Regions from separate parts of the Mus musculus genome. Here region 1 is linked to region 2. A link is a contact called in public HiChIP or PLAC-seq data. All regions are on one chromosome and are shown on one strand. The core of a region is the stretch at or near the end of the contact, and the rest is flanking DNA. Distances in the headings are between cores, read along the strand shown. Region 1 has its middle 33 kb from the start of Uqcrfs1. Region 2 holds the start of Agtr1a (angiotensin II receptor, type 1a).

What was found. HiChIP or PLAC-seq counts read pairs in DNA pulled down with a chosen protein or histone mark.
Region 1: a contact with region 2 is called in an H3K4me3 HiChIP or PLAC-seq map of stem cell-derived neural progenitor cells, with 22 read pairs. The contact joins the enhancer-like site here to the promoter of Agtr1a in region 2. A contact is called at or near these places in 12 of 39 promoter capture datasets (the 3T3-L1 cell line, cranial neural crest, embryonic stem cells and 7 more), 1 of 484 Hi-C or Micro-C datasets (liver), 4 of 115 datasets of contacts at active chromatin or transcription factors (cardiomyocytes, embryonic limb bud, fibro-adipogenic progenitors and 1 more) and 1 of 9 other capture datasets (adipose tissue).

Annotation. Positions count from the first base shown.
Region 1 is chr13:30,511,212-30,514,174 of GRCm38.p6, reverse strand. No RefSeq gene overlaps it. Among named protein-coding and RNA genes, the nearest start is that of Uqcrfs1, 33 kb to the left of the region's middle. Within about 2 kb of position 1,619, at least 4 of the 459 cell types and tissues checked have an H3K27ac peak or open chromatin away from gene starts, as enhancers often do.
Region 2 is chr13:30,334,388-30,337,726 of GRCm38.p6, reverse strand. It overlaps Agtr1a (angiotensin II receptor, type 1a), which reads right to left and starts at 1,371. Exons shown (of 3, transcript NM_177322.3): 1 at 1,138-1,371.

The sequences.
Region 1 (2,963 bases), core at 370-2,869, 180 kb before region 2:
CCTTATCTCTTTTTCTGGTAAATTTTTTTGTGTGAGTGAGTGTGTGTGTGTGTGTGTGTGTGTGTGTGTGTGTGTGCTTCTATAAACTCAGTCCAACTATCTAACAATGATGACCTTCTTGAATGCAGTACATAGTTCTCAAATCACAGGTCACAAATTGCTTGTAGCATTTGACCCATTGAAATCATTTTATTTTGACAGTTACCAGATCCTGGGATTTACATAAATGACCCATCATGACTGGTTCCAAGTGATTTCTCAAGGTCTGTGATGTATAGGTTTTGGATTGAATATGTAGCCATTTTGCATTTAGTTGGGAGAGCCCAAAGGACTATGGATGTAAGTCAGGTATAAGGTACCTTCTTTTCTAGAGAACGTATGTATCTGTGGGCCAATAACAAGCTCCGTGCACATTCTGTGCACATATAACACCTGTGCACATGTGTTATATGAAGAGTGAAAATGAGAAGGTAGTAGGAGTCCAAGTATATTAGCAATCAGCAATCAAATTAAATAAACAGCAGCGATATTAGCTTATTTTACAAAACTGGGCATTTCTCACAGAGAAAGGAAATCTAAACATCAAAATTCCAAGTTTATGCATAGCTAGCTAATAGGGCATGTAAACAGAAACAGATTAACAAAAAGTCCATTTCAGTTTATAAAATAAAGGATACATTAGAATTTGCATAGTATAAAAGGAGATTTCGTATTACAAGAAAAATAAGTTACTTTTTTACTCTTACAATCTTCTTGGAATTCAAGAAGTTTGAAGGAAGATGCCAATTCTATAAAAACTGCACTAATGAGTGAAATCTAGAAAGTGCTAACTCTGGATCCTGCCGTTAAGGAAGTGGCATGTATTTGGACAAGGGCTCAACCACTCAGCAAAGTACTTGACAATTCCAAGATAACCAAGAGACTGACAAAATTGGAGACTCAGTTTGTCCATGAGTCTATGCTATGTCTGTAAAAAGCTTTTTTATTTTGTCTTGTTTCTCAGTTAACAAAAATAAACCTGATCTGTGGCTTTAGATCTCATATTGATTCCCTGTTGTCCAATAACTCATCCATCCTCTGAAAGCTATTCTTTCCCATTTATTGAACTGAAACTATGTTTACACACGGTTCTCCCATGGGAAGTATCCTTAAATATTTGTACAGAATTCACAATCTGTCATATTTATTTCAAGATTTTTTTCCTAGTGATTATTTTCCAGAGATTATTTTAGGCTTTAGAAAATGACCTCGTGCCTTTGATCTCAGCAACTAGAGAGGCTCAATCAGGAGAGGGGTGAGTTTAGGGCAACCTGGGCTATGTAGAGAGTGAGACCCTGTGTTGGAAAAGTACTACACCTACTCCCTTTCCTTCAATAACAACAAAAAACCAACCACATAGGTTCTCATCACTTATTTCATTGCTAACATTCTGAGTTCTGATACAAAGACAGTTGTTTCTACTCCCTTTGTGTTTCTGACTTCACACTTGAAACAGCTTGGTCAGAAGAGAAGTCTTCATCTTGTTTGAGTGAGGAGGAGGACAAACTGGCTTTTGGAAGGGCGGCCATATTGAAGAGTTTGAGAATTGCCTTGTGTGTGGGAGACACTGAATGGGATGGGTGGGAGTTCTGGTTAAGGGTAGCTTACCCCCTAGTTACTACATCCTTAGCCAACAGGGAAATGCAAATTAAAAGTACTCTGAGATTTCATCCTACCCAAGTCAGATCAGCTAAGATAAAATAAACAACAAATGGCTGGGTAGAAGGGAAACCCTGTTACGGCTGATGGGAATGAAAACCACTGAAATCCGTGTAGAGGGCACTTGAAAATCCAGCTAGAACATTATTGGGCATATACCCAAAAGACATTAAGAATAATGAAACACACAGGTAAATGGATGAATCTGGAAGCAATTATCCTGAGTGAAGTAACCCAGACCCAGAAAGACAAGCGTAGCATTGTCTTCTCTCGTTTGTGGATGCTAGCTTTGAAAATGGAAATCATATCTTAAGAAAAAATTTAATTAAAAATATATCCCAGGACTGTACGGGAGCTTTTCTAAAACCCTGAGACTTGTAGAGAGTGTGGAGAAGGAAACAGGCATGCATTTGCATTTCCAAAACATGATCGCGCCGATCTTAATAGGACTGTATTGCACTGTGACATTTGTGTTTTCTCATATCTTAATTGTTTTTCTCTGAATTTCCTTTCATGTACAACTTTCCTTTATAATTTTAACTTTGGCCAAAGGAAAGACAGTGGTAAAGATTGGTGACCCCAGTTTACACAATTCCTGGATCACTAGGGTCTCCCCAGCTGTATCTCAGCTCCTCACTGCCTCTGAGCCTCAGTCAAGCGAGTGTGCGTCCCTGTCAACATTTTCTCATTTAGTCTGTTTGTGTTTGTAAGTACATGTTTTATTTGGGTTTTGGATTTGGCCTCTTATGATGTTTTTTGTAAGCAACAAGTGAAAAGGAAATAAGAACACTACTTTAAAATTAAACCTGGCTTAATAACTTAATTTTCTGAAAATTAAAAAAATCCCATGCACAGATGGTTTTTTTATATGTTCTGTCTAATCAAGAGTGTCTAAGCAAATGAGGCTGTCAAACTGGCTTTTAATGTTTCTTATTTAGCTTTTAGCCTGGATCCATCCGCAGTGTGTGTGTGTGTGTGTTTAGTTCAAACACATTAATAATAATCCTCGAGAATCACAAATAATGCTTCAGTGTCACATTAAGGAAATAAATCAAAGCATTTCTCCTTGGTATTATTTAATGAAGAACAAGCCAAGGCTTGAATTCTCTACTTTGTACTTCCTGTGTGCCTGTATTTCCCATCTTCTCTGTCTGTTGTATGAGTCTGAATCTGTGCCTGAATCAATCCCTGTGTCTGTGTCTATGCCTGTATATAGTAGTTTGAATAAGAACAGTCCCCATAGGCTCATATTTTGAATGTTAGGT
Region 2 (3,339 bases), core at 122-2,621:
TAACTCTCAAGAAAATCGCTTTAGGAATGAAGTACCTTGAAAAGGGAAACAATGATTACTGACTGCAGAGAGCAGGCTGTGAGGCTGCTCTCTCTCTCTCTCTCTCTCTCTCTCTCTCTCTCTCTCTCTCTCTTTTCCTGGAACGACACAGGAGGAAATTAATGTTGTCGACTTCCAAATGAGACCTCAGGGCACACAGAGTGCCCAAATTTTCCTGAAAAAAAAAAAAAAAAAAAAAAAGACGTCTCCCTGGAGTTGATGGTGGGTCTTTATGCTTAAGGACATGGGCAAACATGGACACCCGTAGCCTATTCTCCTGTGCTTAACCAAAGACAGGGAGCAGGTGAAGTCTTGAGCAGGATTGGCTTAAATTTTCTGGAGACCACCATAGTCTGAGGTTGCGGAGACACTGGCCTAAAGGTTTCTCAAGAAAGTGAAATGAGGTAGAAGAGTGGAGAGCCCTGCTCTCGCTCGCTCGCTTCAGTACTGAATCGGAGCCACTGAAATCCAGTGAGGACTACAGGCCAAGACAGCCTGCTGAGATGCAGCCACCAGCTTCTCCCCACTTCTGACTGAAGTATCAAAGCTTGGCTGGGAACACCTGTGGTTATGGCGTTTGGCCCCACTACCATCTATGTGATACTGATGATCCACTAGTAGAACCCGCACTGAGAAGAAGGAGAGAAGGCAGTGCAGGGTCATTGGCAAACAAAGGTGAGGCTGGGGACAATCTTAACTTAAGCTCAAAGTAGCACAACTTCAGATTTTGGCCCCGCGGTCATACAGGCTACGGTTAAATTCAGGTCACAGCTAAAATACAACAGTTATTTAAAAGCACGGCGGAAAACTGACTTGCTTGCCTCACATTTCTGTAGATTTCTAGCCTGTACTCGAAGAGTTTGATCAAAACATTATGACTCCTTTGGACCACGCTGCAAACGAGCGCACTTTCCTCCCACCTGATCCGGTGAAGGGCAGCCCCCTCCAGGCTCATTCCGCTGGCCGGGAGTGAGCTCGCTCCCCTGGGTCCCCCGGGTCCTCCGTGCCCAGTACTCTAGATTCAGATGTGGTGACAAGGAACCTACCCACTCCCGCCCCTGATCACCACGCTGGCGGGACGCCTGGGCTAGGACTCACCCGGGAGAGCAGCAGAGCTGGGAGAGCCGCAGAGCTGGTACTGGCTTCAGCCACCCCAGCGACCCACCCCAGCGACCCGTGGACCAGGACTCAAGCCTCGAGTCCTCTCCGGCCAGACAGCATCATCCAGTCCCTCCCAACTGCCTGGCGATCAGCAGCGAGGCACTTCCATATTTATAGCCTAGGGGGACGTTGCTACTCCGCAGGTTCCAACCCTAAGGCTTTGCACTCCTCCCTCGCCCCGCCCCGCCCCGCCCCGCCCCGAGACCCTCTGTCCAACCCTCTCCCTCTCCAGTTTCTGACGGAGTCTTCCCTGCTGCCAGTCACCGATGTGCCCTTCCAGATCCAAGCTCAGCTGGTCCTGAATCCCACATCCCAGCCTGAAGTGTTGAAGATGGAGGGAGGTGGGCGTAAGGCCACATGAACTGACTCCAAGATAAATGCTTCACTTAGAAAGAAGAAAAAAAAAATCTTGGAAAAATTTTAAGGATGAATTAAGGAACTCCCTTTCTTCGCTGTGGCTGACTCAAAATTTGAGGCCTGTGCTGTGGATTACATATGGCATGGATTAATTTCAGAGTTGTAAAATAAAAGATTATCAGTTCCTCCTAGTTTACACGTGGCTCAAGCTGCATTTATTTTAAAATAAAAACAGACTGCCAAAAAAATAGCACAAAATATTTGAGAACAAAATGAACTCAATTCTAAATTAGAAAGAAAGAAAGAAAGAAAAAAAGAAAGAAAGAAAGAAAGAAAGAAAGAAAGAAAGAAAGGAAGGAAGGAAGGAAGAAAGGAAGGAAGAAAAGAAAGAAAGAGAGAAAGGAAAGAAAGAGAGAAAGGAAAGGAGAGGAGAGGAGAGGAGAGGAGAGGAGAGGAGAGGAGAGGAGAGGAGAGGAAAGGAAAGGAAAGGAAAGGAAAGGAAAGGAAAGGAAAGGAAAGGAAAGGAAAGGAAAGGAAAGGAAAGGAAAGGGGAAATACATTCTGCAGTGTATCACGAGGCCAGAATTACTCTGATACCAAACTCAGGCAACACAGTACAAGCCAACTTCAGACTAACAGCTTCTATGGATGGAGATGCAAATCCTAATGAAGTGCTAGCGATTCAAATCCAGTGGAAAAATAAAGGTATTGAGACCATGATGTGCCCTGCTCTGAATTACTCGACATTGTGCAAAACAATGGCTTTCGACTGCAGAGTTTGTATTTTACAAGCAGCATTGACTCCACTTAAAGTGAAAATGCAGAAGTAGAATTCGCACCTTGATGTGCACATAAACATCATCTGCCTGTCACCAGCTACATGGCACAGATAGATTAACAATTTATTTCTTAAGGCAGAAAGCCCCCACCCCCACCCCACGCCCCATGCCCCGCTACTTAAAAAACAATCGAAGTAAATGGAGACTATAGCCACACACGCCGAGGTTAATATCAAATCTGGGAAACCAGGAGTGACAGCACACTGGACTGGCAAGACTGGAAAAGGGTGCAGCTCTCTCACCTGAGCCCCATGAAGAGAAGAAGCCCTAAGGCTTCAGGGGTAAGAAGCCCTATCTTTCCACCCTGTGTGCGTCACAGAGTGCCCAGCCCTCCTAGAGGCTTCAACTTAGCTCAGTCTCTGCTATGATGTGGCTGTTCTATTTGAAGTGACACATATGCCCACTTGTGTGTCTCTACCTGACATGAAACTGTCTCCAGGGCTGAGTCCTGCACTTGGCTGCTAAAGCCTCTGCCAGTGGCTCAGCTCAAACCTTGACTTTTAGCAGCAGACCTCCAGCAGCGGTTATCTCATTACCATAGAGGCCCCTTTTGACCCCTTTAGCTGCCTGCTTCTCAAGCATCTTTGCAATTCCCTGAGTCCTATTAGATACTCTTCAATGCTATGTAGCCGATGTCTAAATTACATATATGTGTGTGTATATATAGTGTGTGTATAGTGTGTGTGTGTGATGTATAGTGCATAATCTGAAAGTTAATGTTCATAGGTAAGATTGGAATAAAAGGGTCTGTGTTTCTGCATTTGCCTTGTCAGGTTATCAAGGAATTGGACACTCCTTAGCAAATTGATTCTTACAAAGTCAATATTCCTTGTGAATTTATTGTTATCCAATAAATTCTGGCATTGTGAAAAGTCACAGGCATGTTGGTTGAATCTTTGCAAAGATATAAACTCAGTTTTTAAAAGTGCAGGTCTTCTGTTAT